Regions from separate parts of the Mus musculus genome. Here region 2 is linked to region 1. The links are chromatin contacts, called in public promoter capture Hi-C maps. All regions are on one chromosome and are shown on one strand. The core of a region is the stretch at or near the end of the contact, and the rest is flanking DNA. Distances in the headings are between cores, read along the strand shown. Region 1 holds the start of 1810013A23Rik (RIKEN cDNA 1810013A23 gene). Region 2 holds the start of Clps (colipase, pancreatic).

Evidence for each region. Promoter capture Hi-C pulls out the DNA fragments that hold promoters and counts their contacts.
Region 2: a promoter capture Hi-C map of hematopoietic stem and progenitor cells shows a contact between it and region 1, with 2.9 times the contacts expected there. The contact joins the promoter of Clps here to the promoter of 1810013A23Rik in region 1. A contact is called at or near these places in 8 of 39 promoter capture datasets (the 3T3-L1 cell line, the C10 cell line, cranial neural crest and 4 more), 1 of 115 datasets of contacts at active chromatin or transcription factors (pancreatic cancer cells) and 1 of 9 other capture datasets (adipose tissue).

What each region holds. Positions count from the first base shown.
Region 1 is chr17:28,268,655-28,275,403 of GRCm38.p6, reverse strand. 1810013A23Rik (RIKEN cDNA 1810013A23 gene) reads right to left here and starts at 3,696. Exons shown (of 3, transcript NR_045427.1): 1 at 3,517-3,696; 2 at 3,160-3,203; 3 at 2,241-2,433. The region is part of intron 2 of Ppard (peroxisome proliferator activator receptor delta); the gene reads right to left.
Region 2 is chr17:28,556,560-28,563,308 of GRCm38.p6, reverse strand. Clps (colipase, pancreatic) reads left to right here and starts at 2,543. Exons shown (of 3, transcript NM_025469.3): 1 at 2,543-2,738; 2 at 4,426-4,548; 3 at 4,869-5,099. The coding sequence starts at 2,652. The coding sequence ends at 5,000. It overlaps Mir6969 (microRNA 6969), which reads left to right and starts at 4,808; the gene lies at 4,808-4,868.

The sequences.
Region 1 (6,749 bases), core at 2,447-4,946:
CATGAGGTAACCTGGCTCAGACAGACAAACACCGTCTATGTTCCCTCTCGAGGCAGGATCTGACTTCTGATTTTTGTATTGTGCACTTAAATGGATGTCATTGTAAGTAGCATCCAGGGTACTGGGAAGGGGAGCAATGTAAGGGGTGGGTGGGGAAGGAAACAGAATGTGTGAGATGTGAATGTGGGTAGGGAGGATTGTGGGGAAGAAGACGGTATGGGAAGCAAGGGGATGAGAGAGAGCACCAATGGGGAGGACCAACCAAAGCTAAGTGTGCATGAATATGTACAAAGAAACCTATAGTTTGTGTGCTGATTAAAGGTAAATACATTTTTTAAATGTGATTTTAAAAGATTAAGAAAATGTGATTATCATTAAAAAGCTCCTGGTAAGAGATGGAAAACCATTTGGTGTCCTTGCTGCACCTGTGACTCTCTGAGGCCCCCTGCTGGCTTCCAAGGACTCTGCACACACTCACAAGCACACACGAAGTTCCCAATAAGGGAGACAACAACCTTTATGTGGAAGTATGTCCAATGGTAGCCCAGGAGGACTCAGGTGGACTGCTATCACTGCCCAGGCCTCTGGCCTGCAAGCAGCGCCCCTGAAGGTCACTCTGGTCTCTGTGCACTGAACCCTCAGCCTGCTGTGTGCCAAGCCTGCGCTCTACCTTGAGTCCCGTCTTCATGGCCCTCCTGCAGGTTATCTAAGCCTGTGCTCCACGCATACTGTCCCTCCCTACACCCTCTATGAGTCTGATTATCCTAACCTCAAACTTCCTCCCAAGTCCAGAACATAGTGTGATAGTTTTGTCAACGTGGCATCATGAAGACTCCCCTGGGAAGAGAGGCTCAGTGAAGGCTGTTTGGATGAGGCTAGCCAGTGGTCTGGCCTTAGGAGGAGTGTCTTGACTGCATAAGAATAGAAGGGAGGCCTCGACCACCGTGGGTGACACCATTCCCTTGGCTGAGTCTTGAATTGAACAAGCACTAGACAAGCTTGCATTCATTCTCTCTTTGTTCTTGACTGTGGACTACCTGTTTCAAGTTTCCGCCTTGATTTCCCCAAAATGATGGGCTATACTTTGGAACTGTGAGCTACAATAAGCCCTTCCTCCCATCAGGTGCATTTCGTCAGGGTATTTCATCACAGCTCCAGGAAGGAGACGAGGCTGGGGGTTTGCCCTTGTGCTGTTTGCTAACCTGAGCTCAGGCAGCTCAACAACTTCATATCCCATCCCCCCTTGCTAGAGAGGTGGGAAGCCAGCGGGACAGAGGAGGAAGCTCTGGTGCCAGGCTCAGTAAAAGGCTCACCCCAGCTCCATCTTACCAAGCTGGGAACTCCTGGGCCACTGTTTGGCCTTTCTGTGGCTCAAGTTGCCCATCTGAGGCCAAGACTAATATCCACGAGCTCGGGATGGGAATTAGTTGTGAAAGACACTCGACAATTTTAAAGATGTATTTTTGTTGCTTTTGATGTGAGTGGGTATGTGTCCATGTATGCCAAAAGAAGGCATCAGGCTCCCAGGAGCTGGAGCAATGGGAGTTTGTAAGCTATCTGATGTGGGGTGCTGGGACTCGAACTTGGGTCCTCTGCAGGAGTAATAACTGACCTCAAGCTCTGAGCCATCGCTCCATCCCTATTTTAACTTTGATTTCTTGAAAGTCTCATGCTGGCTAGGCATAGTGGTGCACAACTGAAATCCTAGCACTTGGGAGGCTGTGGCAGGGGGATCTCTGTGAATTCAAGGCTAGCCTGGTCTGTATAGAGAGTTCCAGGCCAGCCAGAGTTACATGGTGAGAGCCAGTCTCGGAAAGAGGGAGCGAGGGAGAGAGGGAGAGAGGGAGAGAGAGGAGATTGACTCATATAGTCTCATGCAGCTCAGTCCAGCTTTGAATTCACCAAGGATAACACTGAACTCCTGATCCTCCTATCTCTGGCATTATGGACCTGCTGACATCACACGGGCATGCTGACATCACACAGGCATGCTGACATCACACAGGCATGCTGGTACTGAGTGAAGAAGTGAAGCTTGAAGCTCTGCCTATGAGGTGACTCAGTAGGTAGGGCATGACACATGGCACTTGCCATCAAGCCTGGTGGTGCCCTGAAGTGAGCCCACATGGTAGAAGGAGAGAACAGACTCTTTCCTACAAGCTGTGCTCTGACCATCATACATGGGCACAGGCACACACAGAGATAACAACAAACAAACAAACAAACAAACAAACAAATGTACATAAGTAAGAACTTTAAAGAAAAGCATCGGCTAAGCTCCCAGGAGCAGTTGAGGAGGGTGCTGACGTAAGGAAGCCTCAGGTCAGCCTCTGTTTGCTTCTGAGCACACACCTCCTGGGGCTTTCGAGTTCCAGATAAGGGCTGCTTCACTCAGCTCTGGAAAGCAGGAAGTCCCCAAGGCTTTCCTGGTCCCTGAGAAAAGGGACAAAGCGGTTGAGTGGAGAGGCAGCGGAGCAGATGGGCTCTCCCTGCCCTAGTAGAGCACTCTAGAGATGGGAGCCCAACCATGCCCTCCACAGATCTACCCGCTAGGATCCCCCAGATTCCCTTGGCAGCCTGCACGCTCACTCAGGAGGGGGTCTGCGGATGTGACAGAGAAATAACGCCGGAAGCAGGCTACAGGGGTGACACCTGCACACCACATTAACAGGACAGTACACCTCACACACTCAGGTCACACTGGGCTCCTTCACCTCACAAGCAAGGAACCGGCTCGACACAGAATGCCGAGGACACATGCCTCTGTGCACCAGATGTTACACTGGTGACAGGGACAACCTGTAAACACTGGTTCATTCAGGAGTGCTGAAATGCAGGCTCTGAGGTGGCCATGAGCCAGGGGAAGACATCCCAGCACTTTCCCCAGCCTGCACAGAGCAACCTGTTCCTTGCCAGGACTCTCCGGCCTTGGCCTCCAACTCATGAGCTTCCCGGGAGGCCGAAGAGGGAGGACAGCACAGAACAGGCACTCGGAACGCCCAGAGAGCTGACTGTCTTGGTGCTGTGGCAATAGGCAGAGGACAAGGTGGCCCAGACAGGAAAGACAACAAACTGATTCAGCCCTAGCCACCGACTTCTCAACAATAAATGCTCTGGAGGACACCGAGGAGTGCTAGGGACAGAGTCCTCTCTACTCACCCAGGGCTCAGGAGCGGCTTCCTTGAGGATGCGGATGCTGCAAACTGGATAGAGACAGGTCTGTGGGCTGGCTGTGGGCCGCCGCAGCAGAGGCCACTCAGCCAGTCCCGGGCCACTCGGCACTCAGCTGCCCAGCCCTCTTTTCTGGAGGCCTCTACCACAGTCTCCACCCAAATCCTGGGGCTACAGCAGGTGGTAGCTCCCCACCCACCATAACCTGCTTGGCAAGGCCTTCCGCACCTTTCCCCACTGAAGCTTCCTGCTTCTCTCTTCCCCAGGAGTCCAGATCGAGGCAGGGCCTTCCTTATCTACCTGGGATTCACAGGCCAGCTTGGGAACCCTAGGCACTGACCTTACCATGGCTCACAGTCTGCTCCTTACAGCCTGCACGTCCCCGAGGGAGTAGGTGGGGGTTGGAAGGGTGCCTGCAGGATACCTTGGACACAGCCTTCCCTCTAAAAGAGGCTGAGAGCAGGCAGGGGGCCTGCAGCTAGCCCAGCGGAGGGCCTGCTTTCTACCTGAGACTGCCAGGTGCACAGGGCGCTGGGAAACACAGGGTGTGGTGTCCTGGGAGCCCTGTACTGGAGTGACCTTAGTGCTGGCCAACCACATCAGAGGTAGGACTGGCACAGGGACAAGGCAAGACTGTCCCCAAACACAAGTAAGCTTGGCTCATGAGCAGAGTGGCCTGGCCTGGGAGCTCAATCTCACGCAGCCTCGGGTCCGGAAGTGCTGTTACAGTCATGCGAAGAGGCAGCAGGGTTGAGTGGTCCCAAACCCAGGAATACTGGTTCTGAAGGTTCATCACAAAACGCTTCTTTCTTTTTTTTTTTTTTTTTTTTTTTTTGGTTTTTTGAGACAGGGTTTCTCTGTGTAGTCCTGGCTGTCCTGGAGCTCACTTTGTAGACCAGGCTGGCCTCAAACTCAGAAATCCGCCTGCCTCTGCCTCCCAAGTGCTGGGATTAAAGGCGTGCACTACCACACCCGGCTCACAAAAAAAACGTTTCTTAACTGCCATTACTCATGACATGGGAGTGATGGTCGCCAGTGGCTCGCACACGCAGAGGTCAGTCCTTCCAGGCCTCTGCTGGTACTAAAGGCATGGCCTTTAGGTGCCTTCTATACAATGGGATTTCCATTCTATAGTCCTGGCTGGCTGGGAACCCACGATCTTTCCTGAACCTGCAGGTGGCAGGCCTCCTAGGGAAAGCAACCTCCCGCCTCTGAGACAAGGTTTCTCACAGGTCTGGAGGCTGGTGAGCAGGCTAGGCTGGCCGGTATGCCCCAGAGACCCATCTCTCTCCACCTCCCCGTGCTGCGCTCGCAGGTGCACAGCCAAGCTTTTAGTGCAGGCTCTGGAAATGGAACTTAGGCCTTCACACTTCATATCAGAAAATTAAATTAAAACGAGCGTGTGGGGCCCCGTGCCTGAAACGCCATTATCAGCACAGAGATATGGGAAGATCTGGAGCCTGAGACCCTCCTTTGTCTCAGGCATCAAAAAATGAAGGAAGCAGGAAAAGTCAGTTTTTTTTCTTTTAAAATTCATAAAGTGAAAACATTCCTTTAAAATTCTGTGTGAAAGACACAGAATAATTTATAAATTGAAGGGTTTCTGGAAATTTCTGTTCCTTGTTCCCAAATCCTGACAGCCAGGGACTGCTGGGAACCTGCAGTCCTTTAGGCCCTTTCTTATGTGGCTCCAGGGGCAGGCTCCCGCAGGCACGCACGCACAGCAGCCAGAGTCCTCCTCAGGTAGAGTCACTTCCTGGCCCGGCGTGGGTGCTGAGCATGTGTAAACACACTGACCCAGGCACCAACAGCTGTGTGAGGAGACCACACAGGAAGCAGAGCCTGCAGAAGAATGAACGCTGGCAAGGTGGGAAAGGCCAAGCAGGAGGGCTAGTGGGGCAGGCAGAGCCAGTGAGCCGCACCTCGCTGAGGCATCCAGCTCTCAGATAAGGCGCAGGCCGTGGCCTTGGATCCCAGGTATAACACGTGAACCTAACTCTGAGGTTGGACTTCGGAGGGGAGACCTCGGATGGCTCAGTGGTTAAGAGCACTAACCCTCAGGCTCCATCCCCAGCGCTTGCACGGTCTCTAACTACAGTTCCAAGAAGATCTGACACCCCCTCTGGCTTTCACGCAGTACTGCATACACATGATGCTGATACACATGCAGGCAAAACACCAGTAAGTATAAGGTAAGTTAAATCGGAGTGGAAAGAGACAGAAGAAAGAGAGAGAGCACCAGAGGTCGGCAAAGTCAGTGGAGAAGCAGAGGGCCTGACATCTTAAACCCAGCAGTAGGGCGCTCCCTACCCTGAGGCATCCACTGAGGCAGCTCTTTCTGCCTGGGCCACCTCAGCCACTACTCACTCTGACTTATGCCTCCTCATCCGTCAGACATGGGCTTGGCCACCACTTCCTTAGATAAGCCTCCGCCTCCCCATCCACAGCTCTTCCCACGTCTGCTTGCTAACGCATCTGACATGCATTTGGCTGCCTGGGGTGTGACCACAGGCACACCTGAAGTCACCATAGGTGTCTGTTGCCAAGGGGTGATGGTGACCCCTTCCAGAACCCTGGAGAGGTCCTGAGTGTCCAGTCCCCACCAGAGCAATCCCAATGCCCCTGGAAGAGCTGACAGCGCTCCTGACCAGTCACCATCAGCAAGCTTTGCTTAATGCTGTGTATGTGTGAGGCCCTCGGAGGACAAGTGCTGGGTACCCTCGTTTCCCACAAGCTCCCCAAGTGGTGGGTACAGAGCAGGCATGTGCTGACCAAAGGCGAGTTCAAGACTGCCCAGAGGGGACTGAGACCTAAGCATGGGTGCTCTGCCTGTGTGCTCTTCCTGCCCTTTCTTATGTGGCTCATTTAAAACACTGAGCTAGCTCAGGCTGGGGGGGACAGACGGCACAATTGGTAAGTCACTTGTATAACTATGGGGACCTGAGTTGAATGCCTGGAGCTCACATGAAAGAGCTGGGTGTGGTGGCTGCACCTGTAAGCCCAACACTGGGGAGGCAGAGGCAGGCGGGTCCCTGGGGCTCACTGGCCAGCCAGCTTAGCCCACTTAGCAAGCTCCAAGTCCCAGTGAAAAAGTCTGTCTCAAACAAGGCATGTAGCTCCTCTAACCTCCTCCTCCCCAACAGAAGGAGCTGGCTCATGTCATGTCCATAAGAGAAGTGTTCATCTCTTTCATCTCTGTGGAGTGCCTGCAGCCTGCCTCGGGAGCTACTGCCTGTTCTGAGTCTCTTTTTTTTGTTTGTTTTTGTTTTTATTTTTTTCAAGACAGGGTTTCTCTGTGTAGCCCTGGCTGTCCTGGAACTCACTCTGTAGACCAGGCTGGCCTCGAACTCAGAAATCCGCCTGCCTCTGTCTACCAAGTGCTGGGATTAAAGGCGTGCGCCACCACCACCCGGCCTGTTCTGAGTCTCTAGAGCAGAACATTTTCATGTTCTGGAAGCTTCCTCACTGGTTCAAAGAAGAGTGGGCTCTATCGCTCCTTTCCGGCCTGTCTACACTGAGCTAGGAAGAGCTTTGCTCTATCGCTCCTTTCCGGCCTGTCTACACTGAGCTAGGAAGAG
Region 2 (6,749 bases), core at 1,294-3,793, 290 kb before region 1:
TTTTTGGTTTTTTGAGACAGGGTCTCTCTGTGTAGCCCTGGCTGTCCTGGAACTCACTCTGTAGTTATTGTTTATTTGTTTGTTTGTTTTGAAACAGGGAGTGTCACTACAGCCCAGGCTAACCTAGCACTCATATAGCCAAGGATGGACCTCACGTGCTGGGGTCACCAGCGAGTACCATCACTCCTAGCTTATAAATTTTAAAATTAATTATTTTTAAATAAAAGATCAAAGGCCTGGGTGGAGCTTAATGATCAAGGCAGGGGGATCTCTGAGTTCGAGGCCAGCCTGGTCTACAGAGTGTGTTCCAGGACAGCCAGGGCTGCACAGAGAAATCCTGTCTTTATAAACCAGGAAGAGATAGAGGGGCAGGGGGAGGGAAGAGAGGGGAGAGTGGGGAGAGAAGAGAGAGAGAGAGAGAGGTCCAGCCTACCCTAACACTCTGCTATGTAGAGGATAGCCTCTGTCCTTCTGCCTTTCCCTCTGGAATGCTGGGATTTCAGGCACGTACCCCGACCCCAGATCAGCAGTGTTTGTGCCTTTTCTTACCAACATAATGCAGGCTCCTAGACGGCCCCATGGCTGTTTTGTTTTCAGAAGAAAATTCAGAGTAAAACTCTCCCTGGGTCAGGGAAGGGAGGTGGTTAAACCTGAAGGACTTAGGGTTTGTTTTGTTTTGTTTTGTTTTTTTGGGACAGGATTTCTCTGTGTAAACCTGGCTGTCCTGAGAACTGTCTCTATAAACCAGACTGGCCTCTCTGGCTTCTGCCTCCTGGGTTTTACAGTTTTTTTTAATGGCTTCAATTCATGTGCATCAGGAGACTCAGAATCGTGGAAGCAAGCTCTTTGCTAAACTCTGTGCTTGTAGCAGTCAAAACTTCAGCTACAGGAAGTTTCCTGTGAGCAGCTGGAGTCATCACACTGAAGGTGTCTCAGTGGTCTTGACTGTTTCTGAAGTCACTGGGTGGAGTGTGAAGAAAGGACCCTGATGGCCTCCTTGCCACTCTCCCAGAACCTGGGGACCTGGGGCATTGGCCAAACCCGGGCAGAGGAAGGGAACAGACAAGGGGTGAGAGGCTTTCAACACAAGTCCCTGAAAATGAGATGGCAGATTCTACACCCACCCTCCCATCCCCCAGACCCCGGCATTTGTTCCTCTCATGCTGAGGGTCTCTTGGCTCCTCCAGATGGTGACCCTGAGTTCTGACCCCGGGAATGACTCCCAAGGTCATGGCATTCCTAAGTGCTGATACTTGAAGCCAAGTTGGTCAAGATCAAAACTGTGCCCAGAAGCACCCCAGCCTGGGGCCCCAGAGGCAGCTTTCCACCTCCTGGGGTTGGGGTTGGTGGTGGCAGGCGGCAAGCAGACCTTCAGGGAAAGCTTCTCTGTTTGCACACCTGAGCACACTCCAGCAGCTGGACTCTTCCCAGCCTGCACCGCCAGGCTCGGAGACCACTTCATTCCCAGGCAGGAGTAGGGAGTACTCCCATCTATACACGACCTTGGGTAGGGGGCAGAATGACTGAAAGCCTTACCTCAGGAGTGTGGCGATGGAGGATGGGTGGGCACCACTATTGCCCAGTGGGGTGTCGCTTTTATACTTAATTTGCAGGTGCAGAGTGAGTCACTGGAGAGAGTCCAACAGGGCTGTTACTGCCTTGTAGACAGCTCCCTGGGCCGGGCAGGGGGTTGTTCTTCAGGGAACATGCATATTTTAGCCAGGGTAGCCAAAGGGATCCCCAACAAGCATGGGAGGAAATCTTATGGTAAGCTCCTAAGACCCTTGTTGCCTAAACCTCACACCCACCTGAGTTTGGGCAGGCCTCACAGCAGGTGACACAAATACCTTAGGTTCCTCTTGTGAGTCACCCCAGCCTTGCCACTCCATGCTCAAGTCACCAGATCAGATCTCCAGAGCTCTCAGGTAACAGTCTGATTCGGCGTGCTATGCATATGGCCATATGTCATATAAACGCACTTCAGGAGTTTCCAGTTAACTCAAGACGGCAGATGGAGTCCACTCCACCATTCTGGCTCTTGAAGTCACTTCTGGCTGACAGACCAGAAGGCTCAGCTAGAACGTTTAGGCTACCCATCTCTGCCAGCTGATATCTTGTACAGTTACTCCTCCAGGGTCCTCCCCACACTTTTTAAAAAATTAATTGATTTATTTGTTCACGTTACATCCCAATATTAGCCCCCCTCTCCTCCCGGTACTCCCTCACACAGCTCCTCCCATCCCCCCCTTTTCCCCCTTATTTGTGCTACTGGGTATCAAACCCAGGAGCTCATAAGCACTGGGTGGGCAAATACTCTAACACTGAAAGACTTAGCCCCAGAGTCTATTGTCTTAACCATAGTGTGATAACATGACCCATAGTCCCATGAACTGGAGTACGTGCACGCATGAGTATACACACACACACACACACACACACACACACACACACACACAATATGACCTTTGTCAACCACCTTATCAGGACCCTCCCCCAGCTGACAGACCACATCTGTGACTGTTTGTGTCACAGTGTGCCGAAGGCGGGTCATGTGTAGATAGGGCTTCTTTAAAGGCTCTCTCCCTCACTTGGCTCTTGCCTTCTGCTGTCTGAACTTCCAGCTTCCATCCACCCCAGCTTTACCAGACACCATGGAGAAGGTCCTTGTTCTTCTGCTTGTGTCCCTCCTTGCAGTGGCCTATGCAGCTCCCGGACCCCGGGGTCTTATTATCAACCTGGTAAGGAACCTCTGTACAGCCGGCCGAGTCTCATGGGGATTTTGAAAGCACGGCTTCTGACCTCCGGCAGCACACAGCTAGGGCATCCCTCCCTGAGTTCTCGGCTGTCTTAGGAGCCTTTTTGCCAGAGAGATGGAGAACAGCTCCGAACTCCACCTGACTGAGAGGGAGAAAGTGCTCTCTGCAGCAAAGACAGAGAGCCCTAAGGCTTGTCTAGAACCCTGGATAGGAAGGTCCCGTGACTTAAAGACTGACAACTTTCTTAAAAAGCGCATGATAATGACTCTAGTTTCTACCTTCTAATGATACCTTTATCATTTACTTTTATTTCTATGAGTACATTGTAGCTGTCTTCAGACACACTAGAAGAGGACATCAGGGCCTCTAGAAGACCCGTCAGTGCTCTTAACTGCAGAGCCATCTCTCCAGCCTCCTAATGATACCTTTCTGTGGACTAGACCCAGTTCTAAAGGCTGGGAGGATGTGTAGTTTATCTTCATAGTACAGCCCAGAGCCAGGCAGAGGAAGCTGGGGAAACTGGGGCTGTAGCCCCTGTGCAGGGACCCATGCTGCCTTCTCATCATGCCTCAGTGGGGCAAGCCCTGCATGGCCAGCAGCCCCAGGGAAGGCGAGGGGTGTGGGCTAGCCCAGGACAGCCCAGAAACCTCTGTACATGTCTTTTGAACAAGGGTAGAGTCCTCTACTCATTTGAGACAGGACCTCATGGTGTAGCCATGGTTTTCCTGGAACTTATTTTGTAGACCAGGCTAGCCTTGAACGCATAGCCACCCGACTCTGCCTGTCCAGTGCTGAGATTAAAAGCTAGTGCCTCAGCTGGGCATGGTGGCGCACACCTTTAATCCCAGCACTTGGGAGGCAGAGGCAGGAGAATTTCTGAGTTCGAGGCCAGCCTGGTCTACAGAGTGAGTTCCAGGACAGCCAGGGCTACACAGAGAGAGAGAGAAAAAAAAAAGCTAGTGCCTCTGTGTCCAGTAAGTGTGGGGTGTTGTATAGAGATGGCTGCCACCTTCACAGGCTCCTCTAAGAAGTGGCTGAAGCCAAGCACATGATGCCTGTGTATAATCCCACCTCTGCGGAGGCTGGGGCAGGCGGTCACAGGTTGAGGCCAGCCTGGGCTAAATCCACTCCTGCCTGGGCTGTGAGATCCTGTCTCATAAAAAGAAAGGAAGGGGGCTGGTGAGATGGCTCAGTGGGTTAGAGCACCCGACTGCTCTTCCGAAGGTCCAGAGTTCAAATCCCAGCAACCACATGGTGGCTCACAACCATCCGTAACAAGATCTGACCCCCTCTTCTGAAGTGTCTGAAGACAGCTACAATGTACTTACATATAATAAATAAATAAATAAATCTTTAAAAAAAAATAAAAATAAATAAATAAAAAGAAAGGAAGGAAGGAAATGTGGGAGGCCCTGCTTTGGGGGCACCTGTGCAAGGCAGCAAGGTGCCAGTGGCTGGCCAGGGTCACCAGGAGCAGCCAGTAGGACCTATAGGCCTGCACTCCTAACCCAGGATAGCTTCTCTGCTGCCCCCCACCTCCTGACATGGGTAGGGCACAGTGATCCCAGACCCATCAAGGGAGGCACTGATTATAGCTGTGGTGGGGCCAGGGACAAGCTCTGGAGAAAGGCATGGGGGAAGGGTTTGGGCTGACATGTTGTCCCTGCAGGAGGACGGTGAGATCTGTTTGAACAGTATGCAGTGTAAGAGCAGATGCTGCCAACATGACACCATCCTGGGCATTGCCCGTTGCACACACAAGGCCATGGAGAACAGCGAGTGCTCCCCAAAGGTGTGTGCCCTGGAGTGGAGGGAGTGGGGGGGAGCATCTGGACATGCAATGTTGAAGGAGTGAGACAGGAGGTCTCAGGAGCTCATCCCATGACCCCACTTGACTTTCACAGTGACCCCTAGGTATGTGTGTGTTCCCATTCCACAGGGTAAATAGAGGCCCCTCTGTGCCATTAAGTTAGTGGGAGTATTGGAGAAGGCCTAATGCATGGTCCCCTGGTGAGGCAGTCAGGAACACCCTGGGAAGTACCAGACAGCCAGTTCCCAGCAGAGTAGGGAGCAAAAGATAACCAAGTGACTCTGTTGTTCCCATCTCTGCAGACCCTCTATGGGATCTACTACCGGTGTCCCTGTGAGCGGGGCCTGACCTGTGAGGGGGACAGGAGCATCATCGGCGCCATCACCAACACCAACTATGGCATCTGCCTCGACTCCAGGCGCTCCAAGCAGTGAGATCACGCAGTTAGCTGGGTTATACCTTCTTCTCTTTCTCCCTCTGTCCCATCTGAGCCAGCCAGCTGTTGGCAATTAAAACCCACTTGCAACCTTGTCCGTCTCTGCCTGTCCTTGCTCTGCAAGTAAAAGTCTCATAAACCTTTGTCTACCAGGGCCAGGGTCCCACAGGGCAGAAGGGCGTGTGGAGACTGAGGTCCACAGCCTGGTGAATAGGCAGGACTAGAGTCGGGCTTAAGAAGCAGGCTCCAGGCCTTCCACCCCTCCAAGCCCCTGAGGACAAGCAAGCAGGTGCAGACAGCACCAGCCTCCATTGGGGATTCGTTGGGGCCCTGCATCTGATCAGGTCATCAGACTTTACAGCAAACACCTGCTGAGCCATGTCACCCTCCCAGAATTTCAGAACAGGTGACTCTGAGCCCCAGGCTTACTGGGAGAAACGTTTGTTCAGGCAACTACAGTGATCGGCAGTCCTGTGTTTCTGTAGAGCCCAACTCCCTTGGCACTTCTGCACACCGAAGATACTTCCCTCAAGCTCTGATGAGCCTAAAATACCATGGGCACTGTTGTCAGTCTAGATACATGCAAAAGCACCACCGTGGCCCTCTTTCAAGGCTAAATGTGTCTCCTGCCTCTGCACCTGGCCTGCACCATAGAAGGGGGAGTGGCTTTGCCCCTCTTTTTTGACAGTGGAACTCCAGTATTACTTGAGGAGGTGGCAAGCCCAGCTCTGGGAGAAGGATCACAAATTCTCAGGCAGGGCCATCCAGCCTCCCTTGCAGCTATACTTGGTCTGCCCCAATTGTGGGCATTGTGATATGAAGAAGTTTGCCTTGAGCAGCGGTTTCCAACCCCCTTAACCCTGAGAAAAGTGACTCATAATCAGTTATGTGCTCAATAAGTGGGGCTAGCCCTGTGAGCTCAGGGCAGGTGCTGTGTCCCCCAGTCTCTCTGACAACTGTAGCCCAAACCCCAGGACCAGAGCCTTTCTTCTTTCTCCTAATCATCCCGGACCCAACGTTCTCTGTTATGCCACTTGCTGCTTCCTCCTGCCAGTCTCAGAGACTGCCACCCTCCCAGATAGTACAGTCTTAGGGCAGTGGCAGCCCGAGAGGGTTGCACCCTCCTCTGGGAGGGGAGACTGTGTGGGGGTGATAGGGAGATACATTCAAAACAAGCTGTTGCTGAGGGAGGGGGGAACAGCCACTGTTGTTGTGGTTACATAGGATGGTCCAAAAGTGAAGAGCTCTTTTAGGGTACAGCTAAAGGCTTGGCCCCTACTATGTCATGACCATATAATCAAAGGCTGGGAGAAGAACTCCTGTGGACCTATGATTCTGGGCTAGCAGGAGAAACAGGCCAGAAGAAACAGCCATGAATGTGTGCTGTACAGGACTATTCTCCCAGCCAAACAACCGCTATCTTCAGTTCAGCCTTAGAGTGTGGGTCATGTGACTATCACGTAACTCTGCAGCTGCTCCTCCCAGACAACTGTTTGCAATTCTGCCCTAATTGCTTGAGGCCTGGAGAGGGAGTGGTGTCAGGGAAGCAGATGAAGTGGATTAGGGCAAAGGGCTTCAGCCTTGAAGCCATGGGGAAGCTGATGTAGGAGCAGGAGTGGGAGCTTGGGGGCACAGAATTCCAGGACAGCATCTCCTGTCCGTAGCCCCTTACCCCTACTCTGTAAGTATGCAGAATGAACTCAAGTCTGACATGCTGGGGAGGAGGGTAGTGGAAAGGAACTTTGGT